2 separate regions of the Bicyclus anynana genome follow, and region 1 is linked to region 2. The links are chromatin contacts, called in public Hi-C maps. All regions are on one chromosome and are shown on one strand. Each heading gives the region's core, a stretch centred on a gene start, on an enhancer-like site or on the middle of the called end of the contact. The rest is flanking DNA. Distances are from core to core; before and after follow the strand shown.

Region 1 (6,797 bases), core at 1,581-4,080, 130 kb before region 2:
TAGGATATTTAGAGTAGGTGGGGTTGAGTAGGGGTATGGTATTGTAGGTGTAGGGAGTAAGGTGGGAATAGGATAGGCGTAGGGAATGAGTCAAAGCGAAGCTTGACCGGGTCCGCTAGTTAATAATATTAGTTAGAATATAGATAAGCGTTTAATACCTTGCAGTACACCTTGGTTTCATTCGGCGGCGAGCTAGAAACGGATGCACCAGAGACGGGCGCGTCCAGTGTAGCGTCACCATCACTGTTACCTTCGCTCCCACGCTCGTCGCCCGCCGAGCTGCGTACCACTTCTGATTCTGCTAATTTACATTACATAAGCCACTTTAAACTTGTTCCTTGGTTATCAACAGACCGAGTAAGCGGGTAGATAGATAAAATGCTCGCAAACTGTCGTGTGAAGAGGAGAACTCTCTCAGTAATGAAAAGTGTCCTTCGAAATTCGTCAAATAAAGTGCGGCATTCGAATATCCGCATGAGATGATTCACCTTACGTCAGCCATTGACGATCAAGTAATCTCACATGCCTGCATCGGTCACGATGTGCATGATATCATGCCGATTGCGTCTAACATACGATCAGTTTTATCGGCTGTCAAGCCGTTAGCGCTGCAAGCTTGTGAGATTACTTAATCGTCAGTGGCTGACGTTACATCTTATGTTATGTGTTTGTACGCACATTTTTATAAATATAAACGTACCTATAGGACCGGCGCACACCAGACAAGGCGCGAGGAAGCGCCATTAGTACGCCGCAGAAACGACAGTAAACAATTGTCATACTGATTTTTACTTATTTTCGACATTATAACAAAATCAAGTTGAAATTAGATTGCGCCTTTACTCGTCGATTTTCGGGGATCAGTTGTTGTTGGAATTAGTTGTAAATTAAGTTTTGGTAATTACAACTAATATGTAGATAATAACAGCAAGGTCAATAAACTTTGCGATGCGCCTCGTCAGATGAGTGCCAATCCTCAAAAAAAAATATGTCACTGTAAATAGACATGAGTTTAAGAATATAATGTTCTTAAGTAGTACAATAAAGATATTATGCAGGTTGCAGACGTTTAGTTTACCCTATTTCAGTGGTGTAACTATACCATCTGAGGCGAGTTCATTGGTTGGAGCGCCAGAAAAATGTCACATCTTTTAAATACGCATTCCAGTTCCAATATTCCCGTTTAGCTCGAATTCGTCGGAAAAGACTGTTAGGGGTACGACAATAGTCCAGCAGGCCTTGATGTTGAGTCCGGCCCCTTTACCGTTGAGCTATTGGGGCTATAAATTTATTTTAATATGATTTAGTACATTTAGGCCCGTGACATTTTGCCAGGCCTGCCACCTTATAGTTACACCACTGCATTATTTTATTTACGTATATCTCTTAAATCAATATATTGTAAAGTAGACAGATTGAAAATTTTATAGATAAAAAGAATGTAGATAAAGAATATTAGGTTATAGACAAACCAAAAACAGATCATAGTTTATGCAAAGCCAAAAATAGAAGCTAATAGGAAAAAAATATATAAATAAACAATAGAGACAGACAAAAGCATTCTATGTTTTTGCAGTTAATTAGTAAATCACAAATGTAGACACTTTTAATTATTGCATTTTAATACACAGTTACACTTGTAGTTTCTACTTGTTTACACTGATTTTTTTAAAGAAGGATGTCTATAAATAGGAAGTAATTGATTAGTAGTGCTCTTAGATACATAGATAAAGGTAGTGCTATAATCCGCGAAAAACTAAAGAATCCAAGTGACAACGTCACCCAAAATGTGACAGAAAATTATGTTCCTTATGCATACCACTCAGAGAATTTGATTCCAGACCTTTTTTCCAATTTCGAGATTTCGGGATATTATACTACGCAGACGAGACGACGAGTCATATAGTGTAAACAAAACAAATAGAAATCATAGGTATAACCGTAAAGTAATTATGTGTTATTATAATATTTACTGTTGTCAGTTATTTGTGTATACCAAAAAGTGTCTACTTTTGAGAAGCAGTTTGTTGACACATATCTGTTTTAATATTGTGTTATATTTATTATTTTTGCATACCATATATCGTTTTCATAATATTTTTTTATCCATATACATTTGTAAAATTAAGTAAGTACTAAACTAAATAGAATTTTAAACAAATAAAGACAAAAACAAGATATTTAAGAATTCAGATTACATATTTATTGTAGTGTCTAAAAGGATAGCTTATCATGGTTTTTGAAAGTGAATAAAATACATGATTTTTATTAATCCAAATCTTGATTGATTTTACAATTGCATAAGGACGAAGAGATTTAAAAATTGTAGACTGACTTTGAAAGTGAAAGTTATTTTGAATGTATTGCCGATATTACAATGGTTTTGTTATTTAAATTATTTTTTATTGTGAAGAGAAATAGACAAATTTCAACCCATCGCGACGCAAAAGCAAATATATTGCTATCTCTTTCATTGCTTTGGGACGAAAGAGATGGGACTGGGACCACTTCGCCATTTCTCTCCACGAGATATGTCAGTGATCGTTGTTGTGGCCGCATAGTGCGTACGGTCTCTAATAGTTTAAGATTCGTATTAAAAACGACCTTCACCCATCCTGTTTAATGGATACGTACAAGTATGTGGGTTAAAGTCAGTCGACAAAGTGTATGTAGCAGGTATTGTAACCACAGCATTGTAACAGAGTGGTCGCGGAGGGTTGTGATACCTGTGAGCGGCGCGGCGGGGCGGTCGCGCGGGCGCAGCTCTGTGGTTGACGCGAGGCTGGCGTGCCGCGTCACTGCGCATGCGATGCCGTTACTGGGCGGGCCGGGGGGAGGGGGCAGTGACGTCACCGGACAAACTACACCGCGCTGTCGTACTACTTGATACTTTACTACTACTTTTCAACGATTTAGGTTCCCCAGTGTGGAGACCAGTAGGCCTAAGATGCGCACCATGACATATATCAAGACGAGAAAATGTCGACCAATAGCGACACGATCGAAAATATAGCTCTCTCTTTCGTTGTGTTGGGATGAAATACAATAATTATTATAACTATTACACACATCACCGTTTAGCCCCAAAGCTATAGCTTGTGTGTGTTTGTTATGGGCGGTTCGTTGATAGCGGATTTTATCATAAATATTCATAAATAGGATTTTATCATAAATATTCATATATAGGTAAGAGCGGTCGGATTCATCACCGAGGGGTGGTGGTTCGATTCTCGCCCCGTTGGTCTATTGTCGTACCCACTCCTAATACAGTCTTTCCCGATTAGTTGGAGGGAATGGGAATATTGGTCATATTATTGGTCATATACTACATACTTATCTATACTAATATTATAAAGAGGTAAAGTTTGTAAGTTTGTAAGTTTGTCACATTTTTTAAATGGGGTAATCTTCGGAACTACTGGTCCGATTTTAAAAATTCTTTCACCAGTAGAATGCTACATTATCGAGGAGTGCTATAGGCTATATTTTATATTGGTATCATATATATTAGCCAAGTTATCACAGTTTTTGTCATACAGGTCGGACTGAAAATCCTCTTAAACAGACTTATTCGCATGCGCTGCCTTAACTATTGTGTAAAATTGAAATTAATGTATGGAGACTTTATGTATCTTTAAAAGTTCTACAAAAAAGTCCGCGACACCATATATCTATCTTCTATATATTAGCAGATATAGTACCTTTTGTGTTTTAAAAATTATTAATTTTATATACTTAGGTTTGCGTCATTATTTATGCTACTTAACTTAAATCCTTATCAAAATAAATTATTTAATAATCACAAGGATATTATGGAGATAAGATTTGCCCTTTACGGTATGTTAATTACTTAAATAGTTTCGGAGATAATACAAAATTTCTAAAAGACGCAGAAATTCCGCTATATGACGCCCGGCGCTTTCATTTACGTAGTTCCCGTTCCCGTGTGAATATGGGAAGCAAACATAGCCTATGACACTCGCAAATAACGTAGCTTTCTATTGGTAAAACAATTTTCCAAATCGGTCCAGTAGATCCAGAGATTACCTCCTACAAACCACACGAACTTTACCTCTTTATGTTATTAGCTTAGAAGTCTCTATTTCTCTTGGTCATACCACTACTCTCGAAGGACTGGACCGATTTTGCGAAGGGTAGGAGTAAGATAGTTAAGTTACAGGGTAGGGTAGGGTACGGGTAGGGAAGCGTAGGGGTAGTGTAGGGGTAGGGTAGGTTTAGGGCCGAGTTTAGGGTAGTGGTAGGGTAGGGGTAGGGGTAGTGGTAGGGTAGAGGTACGGGTAGGATAGTGAAGTGGTAGGGTAGGGGTAGGATAGGCGTGAGATAGGGGTACGGGTGCGATAGGGGTAGGAAAGAGATAGGGTACGGGGAGGGTAGGGGTAGGATGGGGGTAGGGGTAGAATAGGGGTAGGGGTAGGATGGGGGTAGGGTTAGGATGGGGGTAGGGTGTAGGTAAGGTAGAGGTAGGGTAGGGTAGGGGTAGGGTAGGGTAGGGTAGGGTAGGGGTAGGGTAGATGTAGGGGTTGGGTAGGGTAGGGTTAGGGTAGTGGTACGGTAGGGGTAGGGTAGGGGTAGTAGTAAAGTTGATAACGAAATTTTCGCAGACGAAGTCGCGGGCGTCCGCTAGTATAACATATAAATACACCCAGACACTGAAAAACATCTATGCATATTATACAAATATTATCCAGTTGTGGGAATCGAGCCCACGGCTGTAAATGCACTGTCACTACCAACTGCGCCACGCGGTCGTCGAAAGAAATGAAAGAGACAGCGATATTTGATCTCCGCCGCTATTGGTCTACAATATGTATTTTTCTCTTCAAGAGATATATCGTTGACTCATGCTAGACTAGCGGTAATTTTATACTGATAAATGTTTATTATTCTTCTTTCCAAACGAACGAATATATCGATAATAAACTAAAACCAGTACAAAATGGTGTAGTTTCTCAAGCGATAATATTTTGTTATGTAGTGCTTTGTGAATTTATGATGTGTTCATGATTAATTTGATTGTAAATGAAAGGCAATTTCGAGCATAATTATAGTATTTAATGACAAGGTTATTGGTTATATAGATTTGTATATAGTATCAGTATGGTGTGCTCAGTGAATGTGTGAAACATGAGTTCAGGCAAATATAATCTTCATAAATGTAATAATTAGACATTCATAATGACTATAATTTAGCGGAATTCTAATTTAGTTAACCACAAGTTTGGTAAAATTGCTTTTCAATAAAAAGTCAACATAAAATATATTCTATATACGATATAATTGTAGTTAAATTAATTAATGACTTTTAAATCCAAAAAGCAAACTTACTATCTTATATGACTAACTATGCATTTCAATTGAAATAATAAATGCAACAATTTCTATGATATTCAATTTACTCAATATGTAAAACTAGGATCCATGTATGTTTGTACTAACTAGTAACTAGCTATATATATATATATAAAAAATACAGTTTTGGTTGAGTGTCTATTGTATGTATATTGTCTTCGTGTGTATATCGCTCCGCCCGGCCCGCGCATGCACTAAACTATTCACAGGCAGCAGTACAAACAAAACAAAAACACACGATAAAACTTTTGCTCATGTCTACATCTTTAATATGTTAGACTGGTATCCCAATAGAGAGTTATGACGTCACAAAATTGTTTCAATCACATAAAATTAAATTAAAACTAATAATAATTGTTAAACAAAAACATAACAACATGCAACAACAACATACATCTTGAAGAGAGAAATGTTGACCGATAGCGGCGGTATAAAAAATATCGCTTTCTCTTTTTTTGCGCTGGGACGAAAGTGAGAGCGATATTTCAAACTCCACCGCTATTGGTCGACAATGTATTTTTCTCTTCAAGAGATATGTTTTTGATGCACGCACGCCTAGGAACGTTTTTATCGTCAACATGACAAACACGCTAGTGAGATACCATTAAAATTTGCTTACACCAAACACTCAATGATTTTCAAATTTCGAATCTGTGTAAAATAAAACTAGTAGTCTATGATACGAATTCGAAACATCCATCGTTCAGAAACGTCTTCTTGCTCAAAAGTTCGCGGTTGTATGACAGCGGCAAAGTAACATTTGAAGAAGTATTATTTTTTTTGTATCATTTTTTTCTGTTACTAACAAGTTTATCAAACAACCCAATCATAAGTCTTCAAAAAATGTCGTAAAATGGCTGTATGGTCGACGATCTTTGTAAAAGTGTCGTAAAACATTAGGTATCGCAAACATTTTTTGATAAAGTAATGGTTTCATAATTAAAGTAGAATTATTAAGATTTTTTAGATATAAGTAGATTGTCGGGTGTTTAGGGTAGGCCAGAACCAGGGATGAGCAATTCCCTTTCTTACACATTATTTCATTTGCGTAGTTCTATTTTAAATTCGTATATTAATGATGGAGATTCGATATTCAAAAATAATAGAGCTTGGTGGATTAAATGTCAATGCAAGAATACAGTCTGATTTATACAAGAATACAGTTTATAAAATCAAACAATATTATACTGACTGTCTTTACACACACAAATGCAAATGTCATCACGCATAAATTTCAACTGGTTATCGATTTTACGTACTAGGCAAAATAAAAAAAGCTACAAATATCTTCAGAGCATCCTTCTGCCGAAGTTCAGTATTACCTAACACGTATAAATTTACCTTGACAAAAATATTAAGTACGTATTGCAACTCTACAATACAACAAAATTACAAAATTTAAGATTTTACGTTTGTACGTAACGTAA
Region 2 (6,129 bases), core at 1,292-3,791:
AAATATTGCAATGTGCTTACCTCACAAATTTCACGAACTTTTGCCCTTTTATAGCAATCTTGTGGCATTAGTGGCCTTTGGGGTCTTGTCTCCTCCAAGTAATTCATTATACTCAATGACTCTATCAAAGTATGCCCATCTGTGAATATAGCAAAGTTTGTGTTTTAATATGTAGACAGTAAACATCTATGATCTAACCCACATTTAATCATACTGAACCATATTTAATCATTTTGACTGCCTCCATAGGACATCCTGGGTTTGATCCCTGGCTGGGCTTATTGAGGTTTTCTTAATTGGTCCAGAAAGGCTTTGGCCTTGCTAGTAACCACCCTACCGGCAAAGACGTACCACCAAACAATATAGCATTCCAAAACAATTTTGTGTAGAAACCATAAGGGGTTGGGATTATTAAAATCATCCTAACAAGTTAGCCAGCTTCCATCTTAGATTGCATCATCACTTACCATCAGATGAGATTGTAGTCAAGGGCTAAAATTTAAACAATAAAAAAAATTCTATTTGAATGGACTGATTTTGAGATTTGACATAGTTCTTATGAGAAAGATGATTGGATCACATGACCTTTTAATTATCTTTGGATGTAAAAGTTTGTAAAATAAAAATTTTCAAAATAAGGTATTTTTAACAAGCAAATAGTGATAAGTAATGTAATCAAGGTGGTACTTGACATCTTAAGAACCACCTAGATTACAAAAGTTTGATAAGTAAAAGTTTATCTTATCTTCATAATATTGTGCTTATCTGATCTTTGCAATACAAAAAAAAATACTATTATTAAGTAGTGTTCTTCTAATTTTATTTTTAATAATAAAATAATAATAATAATTAATAACTATGTAATAGCTAGCTTGTCCTTAAGTTAGTGGTTTAGCAAAATGTGAGTTGTTCTAACCGCAAAACATTTTGTATAAAGCTTATTTTGTTGAACATCTAATACCAGTTTTGTTTATTTTTCACTTGATAATCATCTAAAGCTTTAATTAGTAATCAAAGAGAACCCACATAAACAGAAACAGTTTCAAGTTCTAAATTCTGCATTCGCTATCATTTTAATGTAACATCATAACTCTGCACAGATTCTCCCTGCCTAGACAAATTTGGCAAGATCCTACTACAGCAGCTTTAAATATTCTTTCTAATATAGAACTTGCTGCTGTTCTAGTGATGCCAAGATCTTTAAGTAAGTTATAGAGAGATTTTGCTAGTGATCCTCTCAGTCCTATTTCTACTGCATACAAACTGAACCACATAGCCAGTTTTAGTTAGTTGATAATATTTATTTACTTTCATACTGTGGTCCATCGGAATGTTAGTCTCCCACAGCACAGTAAGCTCTACAAGAACTATATGGTTAGTTTGTTTCGAAAAAAGGAAATGTCCGGCCTAGATCTTGAAATTGTGCTTATCCTATTGGGAATCCTTTAGCATGCCACTGCCTGTTGTCTGCACAATGATATTTTGCATATACTCTGAACGCCTGAGCACTTTCTTTCTGTGGACGCTCACACATACCTATAACCAGCGACGGAACTTGTTCCATGGGGTTGACTTCTCTGTATTCATTGCAGTGTTGCTCTCCACCGCCCTTTATGAGGCTCACAGCTTTTATATCATATGGTATCTCTTTCAGGTTGAGTGCTATCCGCACTCTCCATGAGCATGAGCTTCGCCAGTATGAATATAATACTGGCTGGAAATACAAAATAAAGTAAATATAAACAATAATCTGTTTCTGTTATTTATACTTTCAGTTATTATCATCATTTCAACTAATTATAATAATCATAATTCAAAAATCCCCTAAATTCATTTATTTAAGTAACTAGGCTTATTTTACAAGCACTTTTGAAATTCATTGTGGTCCACCCACAACCACATCATCATGGCTATTACCCCCTGCTGCAGATGAGTCTTTTTTTCCAGTTACCCATTTAACTACCCGTAATAATTGTAAATTGATTGTAAAATAAAAATTTATAGAAAGCATGAGAATTTCTAAGTATATGAATTGAATTCTATAGGCCTTACCATTTCTTCAATAAGATCACCCATGATTTTTCACAAATTAAAGAAAATTGGATTAAATCTAACAAGGCAATTTTATAGAAGTCCGATATTACTGTGCAAAACCGGTCGCAGGAGGCCAACAACTGTGGTGAGCCTGAGCCGTAAATATTTTACAATCGTGACGATTTACCGGTATGCAAATATGTTGCCTATTAATAATTCAGTGAATATTAATATACTTGTTCACTTACCTTAGCCATACTCGAGATAGATCCGTTGTATTTCGAGTAGTAATTAATTTTGGCGGCGTTTATTAGCACGGATATAAAAAATTTATTACTAACGCAACAAGTCCTATAAATTGAACGTAGGCCAACGAAACTTATATTCAGCTGGTATTGAAATTCTGTGTGAAATAATAATTCACCTGGATGCAGTAAATATTTTCAAATTGTAAATAGTAAAAAATTGAATTTATTCAAGCCCAATGTACTACAAATCAAATCAAATTATCAAAATCATTTGACGTTTGTTTTGTGAACAAAATCAACAAAATTCATTGAATATACGTTCGAATAATCAGCCGGAAAATTGTGTAATTTTTATTGTAGAACTTTTTAACTGGCCAATAGTTCATTTATATTATAAAAACCAATTTTCATAAAAATGTATATTGAATTTTGAAATTTAATAGATAATTTTAAAGTTCTGTGGTGTAAAATATTCTTTAAACTAATTAATTATTACCTATTGGCCACTATTGGCTATACGGTACAGGTTTCCGAATTTAATTTTTTTAGCTTTTTTCTCTAATAATCATTCGTTCACTAAAGTTCGTTCATTCATTAGTTCTCTTTGAACGCCAGCGTGTAAATGCACCTTTTAAGTAATTTTTCACACAAACATTTCAAACAAAGCCGCAGAAAATGAAATTGTTTGACAAACACATTTAATTTGACATAAAGTTTGATCGTGTATGGGGTCCCTTAGTTCCGCAAAGTCTGGAATTCAAACTTAAAAAACAAATTACGTCAATGTCAATTCAATTGTCAAGTTTGACAAATTGACATTGACGTAATTTAAAATTTAAATTAAAAATTTAACTCGCGGGTTTTGGCTTTTGTTGAGGTTATAAGTTTTTAAATCGCAGTTATATCTTTAATAACCTATAAATAATTTATTATTAGGTTTAATATTATTATATTCTATGAAGAAGTCTTGACATCTGGGGTTATGGCGAAAGACAAAAAAAAGGGTGTAAAGGCGAATGTGTTTAAAGTTGCTGGTGCGAAAAGCCTAAAGAAAACCAAAGCAAAGGCTGTTAATTTAGGTTTGAAAAATGTAAGTTATTGGTTTCTTATTTAATTATTTTCACAGATTAGCGGTATATTATTTTGCTAAACATCATGTCATAGTGGATACAAATCATGCATGCAAACAATGCATTTCTTGTGAATTTCAAAATTCATTATCGTTTTTGCAGATAAAACAAAAAGTGGCAGATATAGACAAGCAATTTGTGGAAGTGCAAAACAAAAACAAACCTAAAACTAGTACAGAACAAAAACATGATATTACAGTTCCTACGAAAAAACCCCAAAATAATGTGACAAAGGAAGAGGTTGCCTCGACAGCAGATCAAATTGTAAAAATGGATTTGTAACTTGCTAAAGGTGTTGTAATATTATAAATTATAAAATATATTATATTAATTAACCTGGATTAATTCTGTTCAATAATACATCCATTGAATGAATGCATGAATGACTGTAGAAGGCACCTGCCACTCACTCCTTACTTTCTCCCGTCTGACTTACTTGGCTGCATTTCTGACCTTACAGGTGAGGGCTCAAACATTTGTGCCTATAGATTGTAAATTCTTACATTTCTTGTAGGATAAGTACATTTCATGGCAAATGTTATTTTTTTAAGCGTATTGCTGTATTCTGTTCTTAAGGCTATGATTACTGGTATAATTACAGGCACATAAGGCACCTACACCTTGGTTTAATAGATGAATTCATCAATTAAACCAACCATGCTCAGCAGTGGACAATTTTTCAGTAACTGCTGATTATGACGATGATGCTAGTGATAAATACATTTTTCAGATCCCAGATCTATTGGAATCAAAACTATTTTATACCTCGAACTAGGATTAAGCAAATTATATTATTAAAAATTTTAAAAACTTAAATTGAAACTTTTTGAGCTTATTTTCATATACATAACAATGGACTTACTACAAGTGACATGCAAGAGGTGTGTCATTGATATTATTCAAGTGTGGGGTAGGTATGACACCTATTGTTTGTATTTGAAAATATCATCATCATTATCAACCCATATTTGACTTACTGTTAGGCACGAGTCTCTTCTCAGAATGAGTAGGGTTAGGCCAGTAGTCCCTCACGCTGGCTCAATGCAGATTGGTAGACTTCACACACTTAGTGAATTAAGAAAATTCTCAGGTATGCAAGTTTCTTATGATGTTTTTCCTTCAGTTTGGTAGTTCCCTGTGTACTATTATATAATATTTTTATACATTATATTTAATTTAAGGGAAATAAATTGCAATTCTTTGTTATTGTCTTTTATTATTAAATGTAACAAGATGTACCATTATAAAACACTTACAGCTTAAACTTCAAAAACGTAACATTGTTAACTAGTGGTAGATAAGTTATTCACAATATAACTGAATAAAAATAACCAATCCTCTCGTCATCACGTAATTATATTACGCAAATGAAAGTTATTTGATATTAAAAAGTTTTAAACTTATTGACTTGCCACCATTTAACCATTGCAGCATTCATGAATTTTTTGGATGTTATCCTCATGAATGATGAATAGTCTATAAATTATATAAACAAATATGTATATCTATTAAAATGCATTACTAGAAATGTCTAGTATATTTTTCTCTAAACTTGTACCACATGAACAGCTATAGCAGAATGCTGGATGATAAAACTTTTGTACATATTAACTTTTAAAACAACTGTTGATAGTTTATAAATCAGTAAGTATAAACAATTATTTTGTTATTAAGTAGTAAATTGTTAGATTACAAAATCAATATAACTCTTAGATTTAAAATTTTATTCTTCATCTGTTACATCAGGTTCTGCCATTTCATCTTCGCTGACTTCTACAGCATCTTGTGACTCTGCTGGATCTTCTGGAACAGCTACTGGGCTCTCAGGTTCCTCTACAAGGGGTTCATCCTCAGGTTGCTCACTGAAATTTCATTTCATATTACATTATGCTTGTGTAATATGATTGTATCTTATAATTCTGTTGTGGTTTATGATTTAAATTTAAAGGCTTTTCATCTATTATTAAAAGTTAATATTACCTTGATTCAACTTCAGCGGTATTATCTCCTGCAGATCCACTGTGTGAAAGTTCTTCCAAACGTGCAGCAGCAAGTTCAGATTCTTGTCTTGCAATCTCTGCTAATTCAGCTGCCTGTAATCGCATATGTGACTATTACCATATATAAGTGGACTAAATAATTGATGTCTGTCAATATTTCGCACAATACCGACAACTTTAAGCAGCTACGCCACTCAGATCCGACAAAATGCCCTCCCCTGTCTACTTTTCATTCCTTAACCATGCTCCGGTTTATCAAAATCAAAACAATATAAATAATTGTTCACAATAATATTTCTAATAATTATTCTGGCAAGTAATCTAAGGTTGGCAAGTAATCACAAAAAGGTTGTTATTTATTAAGCATTTAATTTACCTGTCGTGCAAGTTCAGCTTCACGTTCCTCTTGAGCCTGACGTTCTAGTTCTTCCAATTTTGCCAATTCCTCCTGTCTTCTTTGTTCCGCTAACCTCTCTTCCTCCGCCTCAGCTAATCTAGTTTCCTCAGCCAGTCTAGCTTCTTCCGCTAATCTTGCTTCTTCTGCTAGTCTGGCTTCTTCAGCGAGTCTGGCCTCTTCAGCTAGTCGAGCTTCTTCAGCAAGTCGGGCTTCCTCAGCGAGACGTTGTTCTTCAGCTAAACGAGCTTCCTCTGCGAGCCTTTCCTCTTCGGCTTTGCGAGCTTCTTCAGCTAACCTGGCTTCTTCTGCAATACGTTCTT

Evidence for each region. Hi-C and Micro-C count contacts between places; a contact is called where the count stands out from the background.
Region 1: a contact with region 2 is called in a Hi-C map of whole body, with 2.9 times the contacts expected there. The contact joins the enhancer-like site here to the promoter of LOC112056883 in region 2. A contact is called at or near these places in 2 of 2 Hi-C or Micro-C datasets (whole body and whole larva).

The regions. Positions count from the first base shown.
Region 1 is chr21:6,112,729-6,119,525 of ilBicAnyn1.1, reverse strand. LOC112056907 (phosphofurin acidic cluster sorting protein 1) reads right to left here. Exons shown (of 18, transcript XM_052888237.1): 8 at 2,727-2,798; 9 at 159-301. Among protein-coding and RNA genes, the nearest start is that of LOC128199296, 14 kb to the right of the region's middle. Within about 2 kb of position 2,830, at least 6 of the 8 cell types and tissues checked have open chromatin away from gene starts, as enhancers often do.
Region 2 is chr21:5,979,678-5,985,806 of ilBicAnyn1.1, reverse strand. LOC112056883 (probable maleylacetoacetate isomerase 2) reads right to left here and starts at 2,541. Exons shown (of 5, transcript XM_024097378.2): 1 at 2,283-2,541; 2 at 1,537-1,714; 3 at 21-139. The coding sequence starts at 2,291. It overlaps LOC128199291 (a long non-coding RNA gene), which reads left to right and starts at 2,961. Exons shown (of 2, transcript XR_008251949.1): 1 at 2,961-3,372; 2 at 3,515-3,753. It overlaps LOC112056867, which reads right to left. Exons shown (of 10, transcript XM_024097363.2): 8 at 5,789-6,129; 9 at 5,393-5,505; 10 at 4,609-5,274. The coding sequence ends at 5,136.